Regions from separate parts of the Callithrix jacchus genome. Here region 1 is linked to region 2. A link is a contact called in public Hi-C data. All regions are on one chromosome and are shown on one strand. Each heading gives the region's core, a stretch centred on a gene start, on an enhancer-like site or on the middle of the called end of the contact. The rest is flanking DNA. Distances are from core to core; before and after follow the strand shown.

The links. Hi-C and Micro-C count contacts between places; a contact is called where the count stands out from the background.
Region 1: a contact with region 2 is called in a Hi-C map of skeletal muscle, with 4 times the contacts expected there. The contact joins the enhancer-like site here to the promoter of IGSF8 in region 2. A contact is called at or near these places in 2 of 3 Hi-C or Micro-C datasets (induced pluripotent stem cells and skeletal muscle).

Annotation. Positions count from the first base shown.
Region 1 is chr18:20,171,394-20,174,945 of calJac240_pri, forward strand. DCAF8 (DDB1 and CUL4 associated factor 8) reads right to left here. Exons shown (of 15, transcript XM_078356100.1): 13 at 1,871-1,990; 14 at 1,348-1,464; 15 at 1-725. The coding sequence ends at 609. Among named protein-coding and RNA genes, the nearest start is that of PEA15, 14 kb to the left of the region's middle. Within about 2 kb of position 2,193, at least 4 of the 16 cell types and tissues checked have an H3K27ac peak or open chromatin away from gene starts, as enhancers often do. A contact at or near this core is called in skeletal muscle, where this site is marked.
Region 2 is chr18:20,043,209-20,046,894 of calJac240_pri, forward strand. IGSF8 (immunoglobulin superfamily member 8) reads right to left here and starts at 2,282. Exons shown (of 8, transcript XM_078356066.1): 1 at 2,251-2,282.

The DNA of each region.
Region 1 (3,552 bases), core at 943-3,442, 130 kb after region 2:
AGTACAGAGAATGAATGAGGTGGAAGGGAAAGTGAAGAGTGTGGGATGGTTAGGGGCTTTAAGGACTTCCCAGAAAAATAGGATCCTGGGATGGGGTTGCTGAGGGGGGGAAAAAACCCAACTGTCATAGATTTAAAAAAAAAAAAAAAAAAAAAAAAACAAGAAAAGGTCAAAAACCTAAACCAAAGAGAGAGTGGCACTCCTACCCTCCACTCTGGCCCCTTGGTACTGAATAGCCAGTTGTTCCCCCCACCCCCCTGCCCAAGAAACAAGGGAGATTAAAGAAAAAGAAACCCCATTCCCTATCCCAAACCAGTTAACAAAATAGGCTTCCCTCTCCTCTCAAAAAGAGGCTTTGGGGAGAGGCCATTTCTGCTGAGTCCTATGCACTTCTCCATGAAGGCCCATACCAGGGCTCCACTCCCATTCCTGGGTATTCTGTGTTGGTTCACTCCTCTGGTTTGTCCTTTCTCCTGGGACGTCTTTCTTTTATCTAAAGCAAAAAGTCCAAAGTGCGTTTCTGCTGAATGTAGGGCCTGGGACAGGAAAGGGCTGCCCAGGCAGGATCGGGTTGGCAGCCCCAGCCCGCCCCACCTAGGTATGAGGCCTCAAGATGGCATGCACTGCACTCGGTCAGGGCCCTCCTCCTCGTCCGATGTGTCTGAGGAGCTGGGAGACTCATCAGAGTCTGCGTCTGTGGCCCCAACCCCAGGTTCTCGCCAGCGCTGTGGGATGGGAAAGGCTCGTTAGTAACTTCCGTGGAAGGAACAAGGACTAGCCTGTTAGGTCTTAGCTAGAATTTAGATGCTTTAGGCAAGAGATCAGCAGAAATTTTCTTAAAGGGCCAGATAGTAAATATTTTAGACTTGTGGTCTATATGGTCTTTATGGCAACTCTTCAACTGTGCCATTGTAGCATGAAGGCAACCACAGATGATACACAGAATAGGTGTGGCTGCAACCCAATGAAACTATTATTTACAAAAATGAGCAGCAGGCCAACTGCTAGTTTGCTAACTCCTGACCTAGGCCTCTTTTGTCTTAAGAAGAAAAATAGAAGGGTCACACTGAGACTTATTTCTTCTCAGTTCCTTCCTCCACACTCCAGCCTTTGCCTTTATGAAGATAGCATTACACATGGATGGCAGCAATGGACAAGAGTAGATACCACCCTTTTCTGCTGATGCTTCTTCCAAGGCTGTATCAGGGATCTGATGGGGATAGAGGACAATGGATAGGAAATCCGACCAAGATCACCAGATTCCTCCTTAAACTCACTACTCTGGAACTTTTTAGGCCTCTTGAGAGGGTCACTGCTCTTGGGAGGTCACTTCCAACCCCCGCTTACCCGGTGGTGGCGTCTCTGTCTCAGGTGATGCATGAGGAACCACAGCATGTGACTATCAAACAGGTCAGTGTGGTGCAAGCTCTCTTCATCCCGATCCCGCTTGTTCTTCTTAATCACCTGGAACCCAAAAGGGTTGGGAACGGGGGCAGCAATGAAGATGGACCGGGGACCTCATCAAGAAAGCTGATGTTCTATCCCAATAAAAGCTCCCCATTAAGTTGAAATGGAGCTACATTAGATTAAGAAACAATGCCCTAGGTTCAGCCTCTGTGAAGGTGGCAGGCTTTAACACAAAATAATTCTTGAAGATGCTCCTCATCCCCATCCTATTACAAATTAGTGCCACTTCACAGCTGCCCCCTGGAGCAGGACTATTCCTACAGAGGAAATTACAGGAATGTAGGGGAGGGTGTTAGAGTAGTGCCTTTAAAGAACTGGGCAGCAAATTATTCCTTCCTATGACAATGAATCAACAGTATGTGAATAAGCAGAAAGAAAATAACTTCTGCAGTCAGCCACTTACATCTTTTAACCCTGTCAGCTCAGTGGAAGCTTCAGCTGTGGGTGCCCATATCTTCACATCATGGTCTAGGCCACTGGTTGCCAACACAGGCAGGTGAGGGTGGGGCTCAAGACAGTTTACCTGGTCAGGAAGAAAGGAAAACACAGACTTAGCAGTGTGTGGGAGCAGGGTCTAAAAACCACTACTCACCTTGAAACAAACAACTGCCCTTGATCAGGTCTGAGGCAGCTGCTAGGGCAGCTGCTGGGGAAGGGAGGCCCACCCATCCTGAGCCTAAGCCAAAGGGCACTGGGGGTAGAGAAACCAAACAGAGACTGGGTATAAGACCAGGCACATCAATCATTTTCTATGTATAGGTCAGGGGTGGCTTCATTCCCAGATATGGACCTAGGGGTGGGTGAGTGACTGCCCAAGCTTAGTGCTGGCTTCATAAGAAGACAGTGAGATCCAGATGACCTTATTCACTCCAGATTTCAAAGCTCCAACTTGCCCAAGGCTAGAAAAAAACCATCTCAGTGGCTTTTACCAAGTGGCAAACAAATTTTAAAAAATGAAGAAAGCAGCAGCTGCCAATGAACCCCCAGAGAAGAGTCGGAGAACAACTATATTCATTTGGCACTGTTTACTAGCACTGGATGAAGGCACAGGCTGAGAAGAGGAGGCTGAGTTGCAAGGAGTGGTGGGAGTGATGGAGGCTCATGTCTGCTTGAGATAACCTTGCATATCCCAGGGGACAACATCCTACTACTGGCCCTATAAGCTCAGCTATGAGGCAGCACATTAAGGAAGCTTCTTGGGGCTTCCACAGCCTCAATCTCAGCCACCTCTGGCTAAATTCACTGAACAAGGCAAAAGAAATAAACTACAGCAGGCAGGCCTTCTAGCTTAGGCAGCTTCCTTCTGTCTGAAAGGCATCCATGCCCCCTGCTGTCTGACTTGGAAACATGAGCTTCCCCCTAAGGGAAGGGCAGGGAAGTTCCTACCCCATTCAAAGAGTTAGTCCCAGATCTAGCTGCTAAAGCATTTTGAGTCTTTTAGTGAAAAAGGAACACGTATGAAAGGCACCCCACCTTGCAGCTGCCCTATAGTCCAAGAAAACAACTTCTTTTAGTTCTCTCTGGACCAACTAAGAACATCTGAGAAGAGGTCAAGGTCAGGCATGGAAAATAGGGCTGACCTAAAGACTTCCCACTTTCTTTGACTTCCATCTTACAAATAAACAAATGCTCAGAAAAGACTGAAGCTAAGACTGAGCCTATGAATAAAACAGAAACCCAATTCTTTATCTCCTCCTTGCATTCCACATTATCAGCTTATTGTGAAGTTTATCTTTGGGCTTTTTTAGGCAGTGCAGTTAAACTCTAATGCTTGGACTAGTGTATGTATCTACAGTAATGGACAATTTACACATATAAACCTGAACTTTTTCATCCATCTCCTAGTAAGTCCTTGTTACAAACCTGAACTCTGAGCTAGCCCTGCTTGAATAAGTCAGCAAAATAAAAAAGCACAGGGGAACAATTCCTTGGAACTTAAGGCTAAGGAAAAAGCCAATGGCAAGAGGAACAAGAGAATGACATACAGTACCTGAATTGGAGCCTGTAGGGGAGTCGATAGAGAACTTCTGGGCCAGAGTACCTGGTCACTTCACCAGACCTGTCTGAATGCCAGGACTTATCCTG
Region 2 (3,686 bases), core at 1,032-3,531:
TCACAGGGAGAACTCATGGTCTGTTGATACGGGCACAGGCTGGGAGTCAGGAAGTGGGATTCCAGCACCATCCCCATGCCCAGCTGTGTGGCCTGGGATCCAGTCTCCTTCTCTCCTAGGCCTGTTTCCACACTGGAGGTGAACTAAGTGCTCCAGCTCTGACCGTGAGTGAGTGAGTGCGTATGTGACTCAGGACAGTCCTGTCTGGGGCCAGGCAAGTTTCATAATCAGGGTAATGGTAGAGACAGCCAAGCTGACACCTTCCTTGGCTGCCTCCGGGCTGACTGCTCAGAAGGCCCCCTCCCATCTTACTGGCTCCCCGACTGCTGATGCTTGGAGATCCCCATGGGAAAGTCACCCCACAGCCTTAGGTAATCAATTGCCACACAGCTCTCTCTTCCCTCCTCCGTATTAGTCACAGCAAGGAAAGGGAGGGCAAAGAGGCCTGCTTTGGAATCAGATCTGTGTTCAAATCATAGCCCCAGTACTCATTAAATGTACTCTCTGGGGCAAGTTACTTCATTTTCCTCATTTGTGAAATGAATGTCAGGTTCCCAAGAGCAGTGGGTGCTCAGACCTCTGCGTGTTCCTCTCTCAACCACAGGCCAGCATTTCCCTGTCTCCCCGGGCTCCTCCCTGCTCCATGCTGCCCACTGGGGAAATCACACCAAGTGCTAGGCAACCAGGCCCCATAGCACCTTCCTCTCTGTACATTCTGCTGTTATCTGCCCAGGGACCAAGGAGAGGACTCATGGTAGCCCTGCAGGGCCCAGGGACCTGCAGCAGGGGAAGGCTTTACTTGGTGCCACTGTGGAGCTCTGGTCTAGAAACAGGCAGCTGGGGCTACCTTCAGCCTCTGCCTTGATGACAGCAGCTCTGAAGTCACCATCCCCACCCCCACACTTCACTCTCATTTCAAGAGCTTCAGTCTCATCAACAGCTGTACGGGCATTTTCACTGTCCCCACACCACACTCTCCCCCAGACCACCGCCTACAGGGAGTCCTCCAGTTCAGGCCAAAAACAATTCCACTGTCATTAGCCCCATGCATCCATGCAAGGTTGGCCCAGAACAGCCCACCATCAACACCGACCACAGCAGACACAAGGTGCTTGGAGATCCCAGGATCAGTCTCCATGGAACCTGGTTTCTCCTGAGCCAAGGAAGCCGGAACTAAGCGGTTGTGAAAACTGATGGGTGGCTGCAGAGCCAAGTGCCACTTGGGAGAGAGGAAGAAGGGCAAAGAGGGACCCAGCCCAGGGTGGAGATGGGGGCGAGAGAGGGAACCGTCCCCAGCCTCAGTTGATGAACTGTGTGGAGCGCAATTGGGGGAGACTTACTTCAAAGATCGTGGGCAGAACTGGCCTCTGGGCCTCCAGCCAACTCTGGGGCAATTACGAAGCTGGGCAGGCACTGCCCACGCAGGGTGCGCACCCAAGGCCAGGCCTGGAGCTGAGTGTGGGGCAGAAAGGAGTCGCAACATTTGGTGCACTGACCCCAGGACGTGGGTATACTAGCTGAGAAGTGGCACCTGCCCCGGGAGGCTACGCAGTGCCTGGGGGAGCACCTTAGTGGGTCCTCCCTATGCCCCACTCCCTGGCTTAGGGCTGGGGAGCCTGCACTCTTCCCAAGACTGGCTCGGCGGGCAGCCACAATGCGCAGCTGCCCGCCGATCCCGGGGAGGCTGGAGGCACCCATGACGGAGAAGGAGGATGTGAGGAGTACCGAAAAGCTTGGGAGGCGGCTTGGTCTGGGTGCTGGACGGCAGGCACCTGCCCGGCGGGGCTGGGAACCGGAACCGGGGCCTGGCTTACCTAGCATTAGCAGCAGCAGCAGCGGCGACGGCGGCAGCAGCGTGGGCCTGAGGGCGCCCATCCTGAGCGGCCAGCTCTGGGGAGGCTCCGGGGGGTGGCGCGGGTTCTGGGGGACCAGGGGGGCCGGGGGCGCATGCCCAGGTGGGGGGCAGGAAGCGGGGCAGCGAGGCGTGGGTGCGCCGAGCTAGCTGAGCGGGAGCTGCCGAATCCCCTCCCTCCGCCCCTCCCGTTGTTTTCCCTCCAGCCCTTGGCAGTTCTGAGACCATTCTCGCCCCGGCCCCCCTTCGCCGGCCCGCCCCGGCCCCGCCCCTTCCCCCCGCCCTGTGCAGGCCCGCCCCGCCCCAGACCCAGCCCTGGCCCTGCCCACCCCACCCCGCCAGACTCCGGCCTTTGCTCAGCACCTGGCCCCGGCCCCGCCCCTCCTCTCTAGACTCACCTTTGCCTCTCATCGAGTCCCAGCCCCGCCCTGACCCCGCCCCGCCGCGCCCCGCAAGACTCCAGCCCTGGCTCCGCCCCGAGCTCCGGCCCAGCCCCAGTTCCGGCCCCTCTCCCGCCCCGCCCCAACAGGACTACAGTCGGACTCCAATCCTGGCTCCGCCCCGGACGCCGGTCCCGCTCCATTCCCAAGCCCCGCCCCCTCCCCGTCCCACCAGAGCTAACGTCAGCCTCCAATCCCGGCCCCGCCCAGGACCCCGGCCTCGCCCCGCCCCCGGCCCTGGCTCCGCCCCAGGCCCCCGTACCGGTGAGCTAACTGCACTCGGCTCATTGAAATTCCCACCCACCTTCGCACAGAGCGCACCCGACCCCGCACCTGCCAGCCTTTCCTGGAGAATTGGGTGCAGGGGCCCTGGGATTGGCGAGGTGACTGTGGCCACGCATTTAGAATTCAGTTATTTGCTCTGAGCCACAGTCCTGGCTGCAAACCCTGTTAAGTGTGGGCGGAACCCAGGAGTTACCGAACGCGAAGGGTTTGAGCTGAAGGGCGCTTCCGGGATCCAGAAGGTCACTGGAGACCTTTTTTTCACCCCCTCAGAGGGCAAAACCAAAAAAAAAAATGGATTAGGAGAGGAGGCCGTCCAGGCGACGTCATTTCTTGATTGGGTGATCCTGGCCCATTGCCTCACCTCCTTCAACCTCAGTTTTTTCCTCTCCTCTGCAAATTGAATTGAGGTTGATCACATCACCCAAAGGGTTATTGTGATGATTAACTGAGGAATGTACGTAAAATGTTTGGCACAGGAAACTAATATGAAATAGGAAATAAATAAAGATTATTTTGTTTCAGGTTTTGAATTATTATTTGAACTGTTTCCTAAGAGGCTTGGTTTAGATCTAGTTTAGACCTGGTGTTTAGGTGAAGGAGTCTCTATGTTCAGTGACAGTGAGATGAACAGTGCTCTCTTCTGGGAGGCATGCGGCTTGCTCTGGAGGTGGGAGAATGGAGGAGGCACCCTTCCCAGGCGCTCTGTCTCTCCTGAACTATCAAGGTGGGGAGTGAGGAGGGGCAGGAAGGATGAGGCCAGAATAGGGAGAAGAGACGGCCAGATTTGCAAAGCCAAGGCTGTCGAAGTGGCTGTCAGTGGGAGGTGACCCCAGAGCCCATTTAGCACCCTCAACCCTCCAACCCTCTCCTTGTCCCCTCTTATCCCCCTTCCCTCCCACTCACTCACCACCCTTTACAGAAGAGGAAACTGAGGCCCAGAGAGGGGAAGTGGCACAGGCCAGACCAGACCTTCCTTGACATTGCATTCCTAGAGTGTGGCACAGTGCTTGACTCTGAGGTGCTGCTCATGGGGTTGCCGATAGAAGCCACATTGAGGAACCCTGGAGAAGCCAGAGAAACTCTGAGGCCGAATGATTGAGGCCTTGAAG